Linked DNA regions of Sus scrofa: all the other regions are linked to region 3. The links are chromatin contacts, called in public Hi-C and promoter capture Hi-C maps. All regions are on one chromosome and are shown on one strand. The core of a region is the stretch at or near the end of the contact, and the rest is flanking DNA. Distances in the headings are between cores, read along the strand shown.

Region 1 (3,349 bases), core at 736-3,235, 120 kb before region 3:
TCATCTTCCGCGGGGCTAGTCAGACAATATTCCAGACAGATGAGAAAAACATGCAGCATGTAGACAGCGACACATGCTAGGGAGAAGCACAGGAGAATGAAGGAAGTCAAAGAACTGAGGGCGGGGAGGCAGGAAGGAGGGGAAGCCTGTGATGTTCCACCGAACTGCTGGGAAGTCTCACGGAGAAGGTGCCATGCGAGCCCTTTCCAGAGGGACAGCGAGGGAGGGAGCCACGTGGGAGGAAGCATTCCCGGCAGAGGGAACAGCCAGGGCAAAGTCTCAGAGCCAGCGCAGGCAACAGAGGGACAGCAGGGGTGACAGAGAGGTCTTAGAGAGGGCGGGAGGACTCTGGCCACTGCGTGGGGGACTCGAGCCCAGCAGGGACGTCACCTGCTCCACCTTATAACCGGACTGCAATAGCTTCCAGGTGGAGAAGAGTCTGAGCTGGGAATGTGGTAGGAGCAGGGAAGCTAGGCTGCAGGGTGAAGGGACCAGTTAGAATCTGCGCTCCCTGCCTGCTGCTGCCTTTCCACCCCGAGAACCCCACCCCACCCCCGCCTTCACTACCGTCCATCTGAGCTGCACCAACAGCCTCTGCTTTGGGGACAGAGTTCAACAGCCCTGCGGGAGCCTGCCTGACCACGTTCGCTCCAAGGTATTTGACAAGATCCAGAGTGAGTGCAAAGTCGTCCTCAGTCAATGTTTAAACGCAGAGAGCTTTTCGGCGTTGTTCCCTCCACCCAAAAAGTTCCCTTCGAACCCCCAGGGGAAGCCGGAGAAGGGGGGATGGCATGCCTTCCCCTGCCCAGCTCTATCTGGGCAGCTGACCCGAGGGTCTGTTTGGGAGCAGTCCCTCCTCGGACCCGGAGGAAAAATAAACATCAGACGTGCCAGAGGAGTACCCGGCGGCCGGGCCCTGCCAGGCCCCTGCCCTCGTTTGTCCCGGGACAGGGAACTCCTTTATAATGCTTTGCCAAGGGGCACACCTCCACGTGGTTGTCCCCAAAATCCAGCCTGCCCCAACTTACCCTTGAGGGAGAAGTCACCTAGAGCTGCACCGTCCAGTGAGGCAGCTGCCCGCCGCCTGTGGCCGGACTGAGCAGAGAAGACCTGCAAGTATAAAACACAGCGAATTTCCAGGACAAAATAAAAGGCAAATAGGGAGTTCCCGTCGTGGCGCAGTGGTTACCGAATCCAACTAGGAACCATGAGGTCGCGGGTTTGATCCCTGGCCTTGCTCAGTGGGTTAAGGATCTGGCGTTGCCGTGAGCTGTGGTGTAGGTTGCAGACTCGGCTCGGATCCCGCGTGGCTGTGGCTCTGGTGTAGGCCGGTGGCTACAGCTCCAATTCAACCCCTAGCCTGGGAACCTCCATATGCCGCGGGAACGGCCCTAGAAAAGGCAAAAAGACAAAAATAAATAAATAAATAAATAAATAAAAGGCAAAGAGCTCATTAATGATTTGCATGTTAAAATGAAAATATTTGTGGCTAAAAGAAAATGATTTTACATTCTTTGTTATATTATCTTCCATGATGGTCTGTCCCAGGAGAGTGGATATGGTTCCCCGTGCCATACAGTAAGACCTTAAGGTTTATGCTTTCTAAAGGCAATGGTTTGCCTCCACTAGCGCCAAACACCCAGTCCACACCACTTCCTCTTTCCTCCTCCTCGACAACCACAAGCGTGTTCTCCATGTCTGTGAGTCTGTTTCGTAGACAGGTTCATTTGCGCCATGTTTAAATTCCATATATAAGGGACGTCGTATGGTATTTGCCTTTTTCTCTTTCTGACTTAGTATGAGAACCTCTAGTTGCATCCATGTGGCTGCAAATGCCATTATTTTGTTCTTTTTATGGCCGAGTAGTATTCCATTGTGTATATATACCACATCTTCTTAATCCATTCATCTGTCAATGGACACGTCTTTTCAGGGTTGTTTTTTTTTTTTTTTTTTTTCATGATTTCCTTTGCTGTGCAAAAGCTTGCATGTTTAAGTCTCGTTTGTTTATTTTTGTTTTTATTTTGATTGCCTTGGGAGACTGACCCAAGAAAGCCTTTGTGCAGTTTCTACAGAGAATGTTTTACGTTCTCTCCTAGGAGTTTTATGGTGTCGTGTCTTATGTGTATGTCATGAAAGGGGTGTAAAGAAAAATGTTATTGTATCAGTTTCACCTGTCTCTTTTTACTTTTTTAACCTGGTTACTAGACAATTTTAAATTACGTAGTGTGGCTCGTGTAACCTTTCTGTTAGATGGACGGTCCTGCTCTAGTTGTCACCAGCCCCCGCAGTCACCTCCACAGAGCAAGGAGAAACCTGGACGGTCCAGCATAATTATTTCGTGTGCTGATGATGGACTGACACCTACGATTTTGTTTTCTTGCCGATTTCATACACACCAGGAGGAGCGGGAGCAGGAGGCCCGACCAGGGGTTCCACCCAGCCTGGGACCACCTCCACCCAGCCCCCCTCGCCACTGTGTGGGGTGTGGTGCCAGCTTCACCTGTTAGAGGCAGACCTTGTTATACTCCAGAACCCTTCAAATGCCTCACCAAGGCATTCAAGGCCCTGTGCCACGTGAGCCAAATTTGTTTTTCCAGCTTCATCTCACAGGCTCCCTGCTTTACACCCTACACCGTGCTGTTGACACATTTATTCAGCATTTACTGGTTGATTACTTCCCATGAGCCAGGCACAGGGCTGCCTGCCGAGGTCACCACGATAGTTAGAAAACAGGCGCTAAGCTTGTACTCACCGGGAACCCTGTGTCTGGGGGGTAACGCCAGGTAAGAAAAGAAGGACCATGAGAGCGCATGCGGTGAGAGTGGTGGTGAGGGAAGCACGGGGTGGGGTAGGGGGCATGGATGCCCCAAAGAGGTACCTAAACCAGTCTGGAGCTCAAGGAGGGCTTCCTGGAGGAGGTGACATCTCTGTTGAAGAAGCTGAGTTAACCAGACTGAGGCTGGGGGATGGTAAATATCCCAGGGAGAGGGAACTGTGAGTTCAAAAACCGACCGGAAGGGCAGAGCAGGGCAGAGCCTGCATAACTGAACGATGCACATTCCAGCGAGAGGGCAGGGGCCAGGGGCAAATGACTGGCCTACTGTGGGTGGCAGGGGTTTTGTAAGCCCTGCAAAGGAGTGTGGAGTTTGTCCCAAAGGGTTCATTCTGCACGTGTTTTAAGCAAGGGAGCTCCTATTTCTCCTCCGAAAAGCCTCCCCCCCTCCTCCTCCCTGTAAGCTCAAAACCCACCTCCCCAGGTGGGCCAGACTCCCCTGGGCAGACACTTGAGGTTCAAAGGAGAATGGGCGAGGGGCTTGTGGGCTCTGGCCCAGGGGAAGCACCAAGG
Region 2 (3,511 bases), core at 226-2,725, 98 kb before region 3:
CACCCAAACCAGCTTCGTCTTCCATCTCAACTCTTGCAACAGCCTCCGAACACGTCTCTCACCCCTTCCTCAGAGGGATGACGGGTCTGGGACCCAAATCGGACCCCATCAGCCCCCTGCTCAAAAATCCTTCGAGAGCTCCCCAGGCCCTTGCAGTCCAGCATTCATTCCCTCCCTCAGTTCCCTACACACACACACACACACACACACACACACACACACACACACACACGCCTCGCCTCACCCTCTTGTTCCCCAGCCTCCCCCTCCTCAGCTGTGGAGTCCCCCATCCCCCATACCTGCCTGTGACGTTGTCCCAGGACCCCCTCCTCACCCCCTCACCGTCCTGCCCTGTCAGTCACAGTCGGCCAGCTCCTAGACGGGAGCTCTCTGGGCAGGGGCTGGACAGGTGAATGTGTGCCCAGGGGCTGGCAGAGAACTTGGCAGTCAGCTGCTCAGTGCATGTTTGTGAGACGTGAGAATACGGGGGTGGGAGGGCTTAGAAACGAGAGGTAAATCATTCACTCATCCACTCATCAACAAACATTCACTGGGTGTGCACTGTGGGCCCCACACTAGGCACTGGGTCCTCAGAACAAATTGCTAAATTGAAATGAGTTGAATTGAACCTGCTATTTCTAAGATTTCACTTGGACTCCTTTCCTTCCCGCCCTGTCCCTCTGAATTCTTGCCAACAAAACACACAAACACACAGGCACACATGCTATCACTGCACCCCTTCTGGTCCCATTTCTTCCACCGACAAACACACCCCCACCCTGATTTGTGGCTCCTTTCCTGCTCCGAGGAGCCCCAGGAGATCTGCGGGTTCCCCCTCCCAGCCCCCCAATGTCTTCCCTTCTGCTCCCCACCTGGAGGAACTGTGCACAGTCCGCGGAGGAGCTTCCGGTTAGGGCCGGCAGGACCAGGTGAGGGGGCGGGCCAGAACTGTCGCTTGACTCACCTGGGGACGCAGCGGGCAGGCGGGGCCTAAGCCGCAGGTGAGGGCGGAGGGCAGCGCCTCCAATCGGGAGGACTAATTCTACATCTTCCCAGCTTTTGCCGAGAACCTTCTGGCGCAGGCCTCTTCCCCACCTCCGGTGCTGGGGCGAGGGGCTCGTGCAGCTGGGATCCAGAGAGGGGGCCCACGGACCCTAGGAGGGGCAGTCTTCGGCAGGCAGCCGCTCCGGCGGGCGGCCCTGATAAACAAGTGAATTTCCGGTAACAGGTACAAAGTCCAGACTTGAAGCGGGAGCTCTGCAGGCCTGTGAAGGCGGCGGACCGGAACCGGAGGGGAGGGGGCAGGCATGCTCCGGGCAAAGCCAGAGGGACCAAGGACACTCGGAACTGCTGCCAAAATGGGTGTGTGCGTGTGTGTGTGTTAGTGTGTGTGTGTTTGTAGGGATGTGGAGGTCACTGAATAGTGTGAGTTCAGAGGTCTTTTGAGTAGGAGCCCCCGTCTGGATCTCAAGGATTCTGTGACCCCACAAATCTAGGCTCTGAATTCTTCTTTTTTTTTTTTTTTTTTTTTTTTTTTGGTCTTTTTAGGAAAAAAAGGTTCCCAGGCTAGGGGTCCAGTCGGAGCTGCAGCTGCCAACCTGCACCAGAGCTACAGCAACGCGTGATCCCAGCCGCGTCTTCCACCTACACCACAGCTCACGGCAGCGCAGGAGCCTTAATCTCTGAGGGAGGCCAGGGATCGAACCCGCGTCCTCATGGAGGCTAGTCGTATTCACTAACCGCTGAGCCACGGCGGGAACTCCCTGAACTTCTGCCTTCTGCCTTTTCCCTCTTCCCCAAGTCTAGTGCCTCCCTGTTTTTTTTAGACCCTCAGGGAGTCACCTTCCCAGAGCGCTCATCCCCCAGCAAGCCCCGCCTCCCCTTGGCAAGCTCCACCTCCACCCCACAAGCCACGCCTCCCCACTAGCTCCACCTATCACAGCTCTTTTCTCATTATCTTGTAAATATCTTGTAAATATTTCTTCCCCTTGCTGCCTCCCCTGTGAGCCGGGGAGCTCTCCCAGGATGGGGCCAAGTTTGAGCCTCTGGATTCCCAGCTCCTGACACTGGGGAGGTTCTCAGTAAGCGTCTAGGGGAAGTGTTCCAGGAGCTTAGCCACGCTGGCCCAGGAGTTCGCAGGGCACAGGGGAGCAAGGCCTGCGGCCAAGGGTCTGCAAGTGGCCACGGTACTACTGCGGCTGCAGTGCAGAGACCGGTTCATGCAGGACCTTGAAGATCTTGGCACCGACCTTGACCGCGTACTCTACACGTCACACTGTGTGCTGCAGCCACACCAAACTGCTCTCTACTCCTAGAACCCACCAGGCTCTCATCTTCCAGGCTTTGCCTGCACTCTTCCTGGGACCCCTGCTTTCCTCCAACACCCCCCCCAACATGTCCACCTCCCCCTGGCTGACGGTGCCTCCCAGGCCCCCTTATCATTCAGGCCCCAGATTAGATTAGATTAGATCCCTCTTTATCTAGACGACCTCTCCCCCATTTTTTGTACTTTTAGGGCCACACCTAGGGTATATGGAGGTTCCCAGGCAGGGAGCTGCACCTGCCGACCTACACCACAGCCAGATCTGAGCCACGTCTGCCACCTCACCACGGCTCACGGCAACGCCGGATCTGAGCCACATCTGCAAACGACAACATGGCTCGTGACAACGCCAGATCCTTAACCCACCAAGTGAGGCCAGGGATCAAACCTGCGTCGTCATGGATGCTAGTCAGATTCGTTTCCGTTGAGGCACGCTGGGAACTCCCTAGACCCCTTCTAGATTCTCTCCTTCTTTTATGCCCCTGGAAGACCCTGGCCCTTCTCCTTCATAACCCTGACTACACAGTATGGTGTTTTCTCTTTACTGGGCAGAGTCCCCTGTGAGCCTATAAACTCTGGGGGTAGGGTCTGTGTCTATCTTGTTCCCTTCATATCCCTTATATCTAAAATGACAACAAAAAATACTCCTGAAATAAATGAATGGGAGGAACGTGAATATACCCTGGATGAGGCGTGAAGAGCCGAGGGAGGTTTAGGGTTTGGGGTTTTGTTTTTTTTGTTTTGTTTTGCTTTCGAGGGCCACACCTGTGGCATATGGAAGTTCCCAGGCCAGGAGTCAAATCAGAGCTACAGCTGCCGGCCTACACCACAGCCACAGCAACACCAGATCTGAGCCACGTCTGCCACCTCACCACAGCTCACGGCAATGCCGGATCCTTAACCGACTGAGCGAGGCCAGGGATCGAACCTGAGTCCTCATGGATACTAGTCGGGTTGGTTATCACTGAGCCGTGATAGGAACCCCTAGGGTTTTGGTTTGATTTTGAAGCAGGGAAATCATAGGATTCAGAAGACATCCTCTGAACGCCTACCACGTCCTCAGCTCTGGGTCTGGCGTTTCTTTTATTTGTTTTTAAATTGAAGTATTCATATAGCATAATCTGGTTCACATAACAAAAAATTCACCATATCAGTCAATTAGTCATTTTCAGCTCACAAGGTAGTGAC
Region 3 (3,319 bases), core at 687-3,186:
ACACGTTGGGAAACTCAGCTCTTTTTAAATCAAAAGATGTTTGCAAACTGATAAATGTTTACATCACTGGCAATGTCCTATCCACCTGGTGACCTGGCCCCCCCCACCCATGGAGCCCTCCCCAGCTTGCCCTGGCATTGCTTACCAGGTCAGCCGGTCATACTCGTTCTCCAACTTGTAAATGAAACTCCCCAGTGAGTTCTTCAGATCAGCCACTTGACTCAGGAGTGCATCTAATGATGCCTCAAGCTGCTTCTCCTCCCTCTGCACCAACAGGAATAGGATGTTACTCAGATGAGGGTGAGGGTGGTGCCCACAGAGGCGGGCTGAAAAGCCAGGATGACAGTGCGCAACACCAGTCATGTGACACAGGATCTCACTGGCACAGGGAGAGCCAGGCTGTTTTCTATCTTTGGTATCAGGGTTATAGACAGCACCAACCCTCAGACCTTTCAACCCACTCGCCTGGCCTAATTCCTCCTACCTGCTGGTTCCTTTCTCTCATCACCCCTAATCCGTGCTTGGTTTCCTATCACATACACTATACTCTCACTCACTGAGCAGACACAGCAGACCTAATGCCTCGGGGTCATTATCTCTTGTGCCACTCTGCAGCATAGGTACTCTGACTTCTGCTGTCCTAAACCTGCCTTGGGAGCCTGGCTGTTCCTGCCAATGACACAATTTCTGAAAAATCTACCTACATGTGAAGGTTCCTTTGAACACCTGCCACTGCCACCACCACGGCCATTTCCCCCTTTCCTCTGTCCTCAGCATTTGCTGTTTCAAGCTCTTTGCTGAATTAACCGGCACTCTTTTTTTTTTTTTTTTTTTTTTTTGGTCTTTTTGCCTTTTCTAGGGCTGCTCCTGTGGCATATGGAGGTTCCCAGGCTAGGGGTCTAATAGGAGCTGTAGCCACTGGCCTGCGCCAGAGCCACAGCAACGCCAGATCCGAGACTCATCTGCAACCTACACCACAGCTCATGGCAACGCCGGATCCTTAACCCACTGAGCGAGGCCAGGAATCGAACTCGCAATCTCATGGTTCCTAGTTGGATTCGTTAACCACTGAGCCACGACAGGAACTCCATTAACCTGCACTCATTTTATCTCTGTGCCAAAATTCCTGTGCCCCTTTCACAAGCTTAGTCAAGCTATAAAAATTTACTGACAGACTACCAGGTGCAAGAAACTGACAAATGAAAAACAAAAACAAAAATGCACATGCCCCTAAGTACTAAACTATTTTAAATGCTGGTGAGGGGTTGTCTGCCAAGCATTTCCTGTCCATCTTGGTTCTTCATCTTTACTTCATTTCATCCTTAACTACCACAGGGCACAGGCTAGGAAGGAGGTAGAACTGCCTTGCGAACTCGCCAATATACAAGACAGTAGCCTTGATTCCGGGTTCCAGCCACTGGCCTCAGACTATATTAGTTTGGCTTTTGTCACTGCGGCCCCACAATTCCTTCCACTCTCGGGCTTCTCTCCAGTTATCGATCCTCTGCTGTGTCGGCAGCCAACAGCGGCCATTCAACAGCCCGGGCCGGGACCTGAGCCAATGCGGCACCTTCTTGAGCTGTCTTCGTTGGACTGCATCTTAACCTTCCCAAACGACCGACCCTTTCCCACCCCCAGCAAGTCGGTGCCGCCTTCCCCCTCCCAACTCAGGGGCCGTCTCGGTCTCCCAGCCGGGCTCCACCCCCATCTGTCATCAGTGCCGCTCCCTCTCCAGTGGGCCTCGCCTCCATCCCGCGTCCCTTTAGCCGTCGGCCGATGACTCTACCCACTCCTCTCAGCTCCAGCTCCTCACTTTCTCCAGCCCACTCTCCGTCCCGGTACCCCGACGCTGAGTAGCGGTCACGAGCGCCAACCCGGTCCTCACCTGCATCGCGGGAGCAGAGGTTGCGTCAACCACTTCCTTTTCCGGTTTCCAAGTCAGCCAATCAGAAAGTTGGGATTCGATCCTCCCATTCGTTTCCGGTTCCTTCGGGCGAGAGGCAGCCGGGTCAGGGGTCACGAGCAGAAGGGCTTCTCTGGCCCGGGCCGGCGCGGGAGGGCTGTGTGATGGCCTCGGAGCGCCCGGAGCCGGAGGTGAGGGGCGGGCGGGCGCAGCGCTGGTCCCCGAGATCCGCGGGGGAGGGGCCGGCGGCCGGGTGCGGCCGTGGCCTCCTCCGGGTCTGGGGGCGGCGGGGGTCGCCCCGAAGGCCCGGCAGTTGCATCTCCTCACCCCGCGGTCCGCACTTTCCTTGGGGGGCTGGAGGAGAAGCTCGTCGCTCTGTTCTGTTTGCTCAGATTTCATTCACGTCGCCAACTCTGGGGCCCTCGGGTTCTCCGACTTCCTAATGGTATTAACAAAGCCTTTATTTTGATTTTGCAATTTGATTTTACTTTGCTGGTGCTTCATATCTTCACGTATTAGAATGACATAATCAGCATGAATTAATTTAGTTCCAGCGCCATGATTTTGAAAGGCAGCTTCGGTTTCGTGGGGAAAATACATATATAGATTCTTTTTTGATTCGGAGTGAAACGTCGTTCACTTCGTTTGGTGCTGCCCTGTAGCCATCTCTGCAACTTCGGGCAAGGCTTGACTGTTTCCTGCTTCTTAAACACCTGTCTTAGGGTGTTTTGTGAGGATCCCATATTTTAAACCAGAAAATGCACATGAGGTATCCCTTAGTTGTTGAGGACCATGCAAGGAACTTGATCTGCATTGTGTTATTCAGACTTGTGCAAGGAAGGTGGCTGTGTCCACTTTCATTTATATGTAAGACACTGGAAAGTGAGAGACGTTAAGTACCTTACCCAAGTGCTACCCTCAGCCAGGGAGTAGCAAAGTTTTGAAGTTAGAAGATCTGGTTTGAAAAGAACATCACCAGGAAAGGTGCCCAGTATTAGAATATGATAGACGGGAAGGGTGAGAGACGTGTGAAATGAAATGACACAAAAGAGTTGTCATAACATATCGAATGCGTGCCGCGTCGTCCTGCTTTACCCCATCAGTTGATACCCTCAACCCGAAGAAGCAGACGTGATTATTTATCCCCATTTTTCAGTTGAGGAGACGGAGGCACAAAATGTTAAGGGTAACAAAGTTACACAGCTAGTTAAGTAGCGGAGCTAAGACTCCCAAACAGGTGGTCTGCTGTAGTATGGTGGTCATAATGTTTCCAGTATAAGCAGTACAGTTGCCACAGGATGGTAAATCTCCTGATCCTTGGCATGTGATGTAACAAGACCCAGGATTAAACGTGGTTGTAGGAAACTACCCTATTTAAAAGAATCAATGGCGGAGTAGCCTATGCATCAGAAATAG

Evidence for each region. Promoter capture Hi-C pulls out the DNA fragments that hold promoters and counts their contacts. A called contact is a pair of places that touch in the nucleus more often than the background predicts.
Region 1: a promoter capture Hi-C map of liver shows a contact between it and region 3, with 2.8 times the contacts expected there. The contact joins the promoter of TMEM125 here to the promoter of MED8 in region 3. A contact is called at or near these places in 2 of 5 promoter capture datasets (both in liver), 15 of 47 Hi-C or Micro-C datasets (blood, embryonic fibroblasts, epiblast stem cells and 7 more) and 2 of 2 datasets of contacts at active chromatin or transcription factors (alveolar macrophages and skeletal muscle).
Region 2: a Hi-C map of liver shows a contact between it and region 3, with 4 times the contacts expected there. The contact joins the promoter of C6H1orf210 here to the promoter of MED8 in region 3. A contact is called at or near these places in 2 of 5 promoter capture datasets (both in liver) and 5 of 47 Hi-C or Micro-C datasets (embryonic fibroblasts, heart right ventricle, liver and 1 more).

Annotation. Positions count from the first base shown.
Region 1 is chr6:167,976,967-167,980,315 of Sscrofa11.1, reverse strand. It overlaps TMEM125 (transmembrane protein 125), which reads left to right and starts at 1,985. Exons shown (of 4, transcript XM_021096898.1): 1 at 1,985-2,786.
Region 2 is chr6:167,957,809-167,961,319 of Sscrofa11.1, reverse strand. It overlaps C6H1orf210 (type III endosome membrane protein TEMP), which reads right to left and starts at 1,475. Exons shown (of 4, transcript XM_003128075.4): 1 at 965-1,475. LOC110261245 (a long non-coding RNA gene) reads left to right here and starts at 1,066. Exons shown (of 2, transcript XR_002345241.1): 1 at 1,066-1,228; 2 at 1,549-2,999. LOC110261244 (a long non-coding RNA gene) reads right to left here. Exons shown (of 3, transcript XR_002345240.1): 3 at 3,380-3,511.
Region 3 is chr6:167,859,966-167,863,284 of Sscrofa11.1, reverse strand. It overlaps MED8 (mediator of RNA polymerase II transcription subunit 8), which reads right to left and starts at 1,936. Exons shown (of 8, transcript XM_005665484.3): 1 at 1,886-1,936; 2 at 146-264. The coding sequence starts at 1,891. SZT2 (protein SZT2) reads left to right here and starts at 1,964. Exons shown (of 72, transcript XR_002345235.1): 1 at 1,964-2,094. It overlaps LOC110261243 (a long non-coding RNA gene), which reads left to right and starts at 2,101. Exons shown (of 2, transcript XR_002345237.1): 1 at 2,101-2,348.